2 separate regions of the Manis pentadactyla genome follow, and region 2 is linked to region 1. Evidence: chromatin contacts called from public Hi-C data. All regions are on one chromosome and are shown on one strand. The core of a region is the stretch at or near the end of the contact, and the rest is flanking DNA. Distances in the headings are between cores, read along the strand shown. Region 1 holds the start of HDAC11 (histone deacetylase 11). Region 2 holds the start of WNT7A (Wnt family member 7A).

The links. A called contact is a pair of places that touch in the nucleus more often than the background predicts.
Region 2: a Hi-C map of skin fibroblasts shows a contact between it and region 1, with 7 times the contacts expected there. The contact joins the promoter of WNT7A here to the promoter of HDAC11 in region 1. A contact is called at or near these places in 2 of 3 Hi-C or Micro-C datasets (fibroblasts and skin fibroblasts).

What each region holds. Positions count from the first base shown.
Region 1 is chr1:201,470,295-201,472,992 of mManPen7.hap1, reverse strand. HDAC11 (histone deacetylase 11) reads right to left here and starts at 1,320. Exons shown (of 11, transcript XM_057506143.1): 1 at 1,212-1,320; 2 at 137-285. The coding sequence starts at 1,213.
Region 2 is chr1:201,830,242-201,832,939 of mManPen7.hap1, reverse strand. It overlaps WNT7A (Wnt family member 7A), which reads left to right and starts at 1,356. Exons shown (of 5, transcript XM_057506171.1): 1 at 1,356-1,699. The coding sequence starts at 1,629.

The sequences.
Region 1 (2,698 bases), core at 71-2,570:
GGCGGAAAGCAGTCTGGGGGTTGAGACTGCAGGTGGGAGAGCCTGAAGCTTGCGGTAGGGGAAGACAGTAGGAAGGGGGTTGGGGGCAACAGGATGGAGAAAGCATATGTAGGGTCTGAGGCGGGGCCTTCCATACCTTTTAGGAAGCTGATCACTTTGCCCCATTTTCCTGCATCAAAGGGGTGCAGCTTCTCCAGGCCCATGAAGGTTATGTTGTAGCGCGGCGAGTACACGATGGGCCAGCGTGTCTCCGGCACATGCTGGTACAGCTGGGTTGTGTGTGGCCTTCCGTGTGCACAGGGACAGACACAGACAGGAGCTGTCTCAGTGTGGAAAGCAGCACTCCCTCCCTGCCAATGAGCTTTGATAAACTGGACAGCGCTGACCCAGTACACTAGCTCCCTCAGCTGCAGAAAAGGGCCACTTAGCAACAGCACCAACTGGCTCCTTCCCTGCATTCTCCAAACCAATCCCCACAGCAGCCCTGGGAGGTAAGCGCCACGATCCCACCAGAGGCTTGGAGAAGGGGCCAGGTGTGCTCAAGGTCACCCAGCGGGTCTGTGGAGCAGCAGATGTGCACCCAGGTGAGTCTGGCAGCAAGGCCTCACTCAGCACACTGTTAACAATTACACGAACAGCTGTGTGGCCTTAGGCCTCAGTTTCCTCAACTGTAAAATGGGTGACTGTTGTGAGGATTGAGGTAACGCATCTAAATAGCTGAGCACAGAAAGGACCCTATCTTTGAGCAGTGGGGGGTTACCGTTCCCAGAAACCGCAGGTCGGGACTGCCGCAGGCTGTGGCTCAACCCGGAGACAGGGATGGGCATCACCTCGGGCCCCGCCGCGCAGCTGACACCCCTATTACACCTCTGCAGCCGCCAGGCGGGCGGCTCTCGCTGCTGCCACTGCTGAGGCCTCCGCACAGCTGGGGGCACCCGGGTTAGGCCAGCTGTCAGACCCGCGTACGTCGCCGAACCCCGCCCGGGTAGGGCCCTAAGGCTGGCGTCGGTCTCTCAGGCAGCAGAAAGTGGCGCGGGGCCGACGGGCGCACAGCACCCGAGCGCCCCTTGGCCCGCCATACCAGGACACACACCTGGCAGGCCCGCTTGGTGGCCCGCGTACTCGTGTTCCCGCCCACCGGAACCCCTGGAAACCCCGGGGGCTAGACTCCCAGCCCCTCACCGACCCCCCTCCACCCCCGCCGCACTCACATCCCGGCGCCGGACCCTCCCTGCGCAGGCAAACGCTCCGCGACCTGGAGGGGCGGCGCGAGGCCCCGCCCAGGACACGCCCCTGGCCCCAGCCTCCTCTGCTGGGGGCGGAGCTCCTGCAGGTTCGACTCCGCCCCGGTCGCGTCCACGCCTGCGTCACAGAAGAATGGAATCTCGCCCAGAGCGCGCCCGCCGGAAGGATGCCACGCCCCTACGCCCATCAAGCGCGAAGTTCTGCCTTCCGCAGACAAATGCCCAGTGGGATCCCGCCTGGCTCGGAAAGCCACGCCCCCTGGAGGAGGGCCGCGCGATTTTTCACCACAGCGCGTCACAGCCGGAACATGCGGCATCGCCCCGCCCCGGAGGCGGGGCTACTGTTTCCCGTGTTCCCTGTCCCGCCGCTTGGCGTTCGTACGCCCTCGCAAAGCTGGGAATTTGGGTCGCCTTCTTCCCTGCGGTCTCTGCGGCAAACTCGCTGTGCCCTTTGGCACGCGTCCGCTCTCTGGGGTCTCCGTTTCTGGGAGTAAAAGGAGAGGAGCGAGGGCGGGCGGGTGCTCTGACCCTTCAATCTTTGACCCAGTGGGAACCCATTACCTGACTTGAGCCACACGCACCCTCCCCGGGTGAAGCACCCACGCCCCGCTCCATCTTTGGTGGCTCTGACGTGAGACGAGCACTCCCCCACAAGTCATTTAGGCTCTCTGAGCCTCAGTTTCCTCAGCAGAACCGGGCTGGTCATCCAGTCTTCACGGTGCAGTCCGGTATCTGCACACTCCCTTGTCTTCCCCTCCCCCCACCCCAGAAGCCAAGACAAGCCCAAGCGACAGCTGGGAGTGCCTTGGGGCTGGACCCGGGGAGAAGGTTCTGACAACAGAGCTCCAGAGGACAGACACAATGCGCCTCTCTGTCCGCCCAGCTGTCCCCGCCAACCAAACAGAAACAGCTGACCCTAGTGCTGCCAAGAGCAGGGCAGCTGGGATCCCCGGTGGCTCCGTGAGGGTGCTGGTGTGACAGGGTGGGGCACCATGAAAGGGAAGGGCACAAACCTTTGAACAGGGCCCTCCATGTGCCTGTCACTTGATTGCTGATGGCATTGGGTTCTCATAACTTAATTCTAGGGGGGGTTGCTATCATCGCCCCAATTTTATCATGAGGTAACTGAGATACAGGTCTGGAGTAAACCTATACTTGGCCACCTGCCAGCACCATGGCCTTGAGCAAATTGCTTCAGCCCTTTGGTCTTTCATTCTGAAAATGAGGTGATGCCTTCCCACCTACCTCATGGGGAAGCTGACAGAATCCAGGATAGTAATGCTGATTATTATTTAATGACCACCTAGTGTGTGTTAGGTCTAAAAGCTTTATGCTTATCTAATCCTTATAACAACTCTAGGAGGTAAACTATGGTATCCCCATTTTACAAATGAAGAAATGTAGGCACAGAAATGTGAAATAACTTGTCCAAACGTCAGGGATGTGGACAGATG
Region 2 (2,698 bases), core at 107-2,606, 360 kb before region 1:
TTGAGCACACCCTCATGTCCTTTCCTGGAGCTCATGCCCACCTCCAAGCTTCGCTCTGCTGCTCTCCTTCCTGACATGCTGACACCCCAGATCCTGTGTCCTTCAGGTCTCGGCTGGAAATGCCACTTCCTCAGACCTAAAATAAACCCCCAGCACCCAATACCATCTCTCCCATCACTGTGTTTTACTTTCCTCACTTGTTCCTGCTATGTCTGAAATTACATATTTGTTTACCTCTGTTCTCTCTCCCTCACTAGCTCCAAGAGAGGACTCCAGTCCTTCCTATTCCTTATATCCATAGAGCCCACCTTGGTGCCTGGCAGACATTTGTGGAATGTGAATAAATGCAGAAGCAGTGGTTTTTCAGGGAATGCGTGTGTGATTTAGAAAAGCAATTCTGAAGGATAAGCAAGTCTCGAGTGGTGGGGTGGGGTTATTAGAGTCAGTCATGCCTTGTTTCCAATCCTGCTCTGCCACTCATTAGCTGGTGACTTTGGGAAAACACCTTCGGAGCCCTGAGCCCCCATTTCTTCAGCTGAAACCAGAGTCCAGCAGCCCCTAGGTCACTGGACTGGGGTGTATACCATAGGAGGGATCAGCACTTCAGATCGCCGGCGATGCTCAGAGCACCCTGTCTCGGGGAACTAGGCCGAGATACACCACCCATCGTGCCCACCAGGTGTCGCCGCGAGTGCGCGCCGAGCGGCCAGCTGCGCCTGGAGCCCTCGCGTGGCTCGCGAGTCCCACATCTCGGTCTCGTGCGGGGCACCCACGCCTCAGCCAGACTCGGAGTGTCCACTAGGACCGGGATTCTAGAGGAAGCCAACCCAGCTGGATACACACTTCAAAAAGACAGGGATCGGGGAGAAAGATGCTGAGCCAGTTAATCCCTGGTCTGCCAGCAGCCTTGCGGAAGGGGGCGCCCTTCCCTGAGGCTGGGATTCGGAAGTCCGGGGAAAGGGGTACCAGGTGCTACCCAACACCCCCCAGCTCTGTTCGCTCGGCGGGAGGGGAGAGGACGTGGGGGCAGGCGAGGCAGCGAGGGCTCTCGGCCGAGCCTCGATTCCCACACCCAGAGGGCAGTCTTTGAGCGCACTCTCGGCCCGCAACTTGCGAGTTAGCGACGGGGTTGGGGGACGAGCGGACTCCCACAGTCCCCCACTTCGGCTCCGCGTCCGGGAGCCGGGAGGGGGCGCCACGGGAGCGCGGGGGGCAAGGCGCGAGCGCGCGCTGGGAGCAGGCGGCCCGGTCCCGCGGGCGCGGGGGTGCGGGGCGGGCGCTCCGGGGAGGCGGGCGGGGGAGGGACAGGAGAAAGGACAGAGGGAGGGGCGGGGGCGGGCGGCTGCAGCGCCCCCGCGCTCCCCGCGTTTCCCACACTTGCACCGGCCGCTCGCGCGCAGCCCGGCGTCGCCCCGCGCCGCGCTCGCTCCTCCCTCCCTCCTCCCGCTCTGTGGCTCCCGCGCTCCCGGCGAGGCTCAGGCGCCGAGCGCGCGGACGGGCGCACGGACAGACGGCCCCGGGGACGCCTCGGCCAGCGCCTCCCGGGCGGGCTATGTTGATTGCCCCGCCGGGGCCGGCCCGCGGGATCAGCAGAGCCCGGCCCGCGGCCCCGGTGGCCAGCGGGGACTATGAATCGGAAAGCACGGCGCTGCCTGGGCCACCTCTTTCTCAGCCTGGGCATGGTCTACCTCCGGATCGGGTAAGGGCCGCTCGCACCCCCTGCACGCGTGTCCCGACAAACTTGGCGTGGCTCGGGGATGGGTGCGCCGCCCGCGAGCCGCCGCCAGCCACCAACTTCTTCGGCCTTTCAGAGAGGCTGGGTGGGCGCGGTGCGGGAGCGGTGGGCGCACAAAGGCCCCCCAGGGACGCGCACAGCTCGAGAGACTCGGGCAGAGGGACCGGCTCTCCCGAGGATGTCTGAATCTGGCAGCCCCCAGAAACGGAGACAGCCAGTACGGACGCTCCAGCTTGGGGAACTCTGAAAAGGGAGAGCTGGGCAAAGGGTCATTCTCCTCCTGGGACCCTTCAGACCCCGACACAGGAGCAGAAAGTCCAGCAGGAACAGCGCAGCCAGGAGCCAGCAGCACTGCCGCTCCCAGGGAGCTCAGCCCCTAAAGCCCGAGAGGAACTCTACTCACAGAGGAGCGGGCACCGCCACTCCTAGAGACAGGGCAGCCCCCGGGTGGCAGGCGGGGCCAGTCTGTGCAACAGGGAACAGGTACCCAGGAGGAGGGACGTTCGCTGGCAAAAACACGAACCACTGCTTAGAGCACTGGCAACACCCTATTTCCAAGGACCCTCGTACTCCGGGAGCCCTTTTCCAAGCCAAAGGGACAGCGCCTCCCACTCCCAACAAACATACACAAAGGTAGGGCGAGAGATGGCTCGAGACACCCAGGGAGACTGACCCGCAGAGCCAGCACCAAAGAGAGGCCGGACCCTCGGCCCCCTAAAACTGCGCACCGAGCCGGCCGGCGCGCGAACGGAGCAGCCCTTCCGCTTCACCTCCGCACTTCTACGGAGGTGGGGCCTGGGGCGGCACTCCGGCTGAGGCTGGGGCCCGGGGGCTCGGGACGCGTCTTGGAGCTGCATTTGCAGGGCCCGTCACCCTTTGTACTTAGGAGATAACGCGTGTGACGCGCGCAGGGGTGGGGGTGGGGGTCTTTCTGGATTGATAGAGGTTCTGTGGGCCACCTGC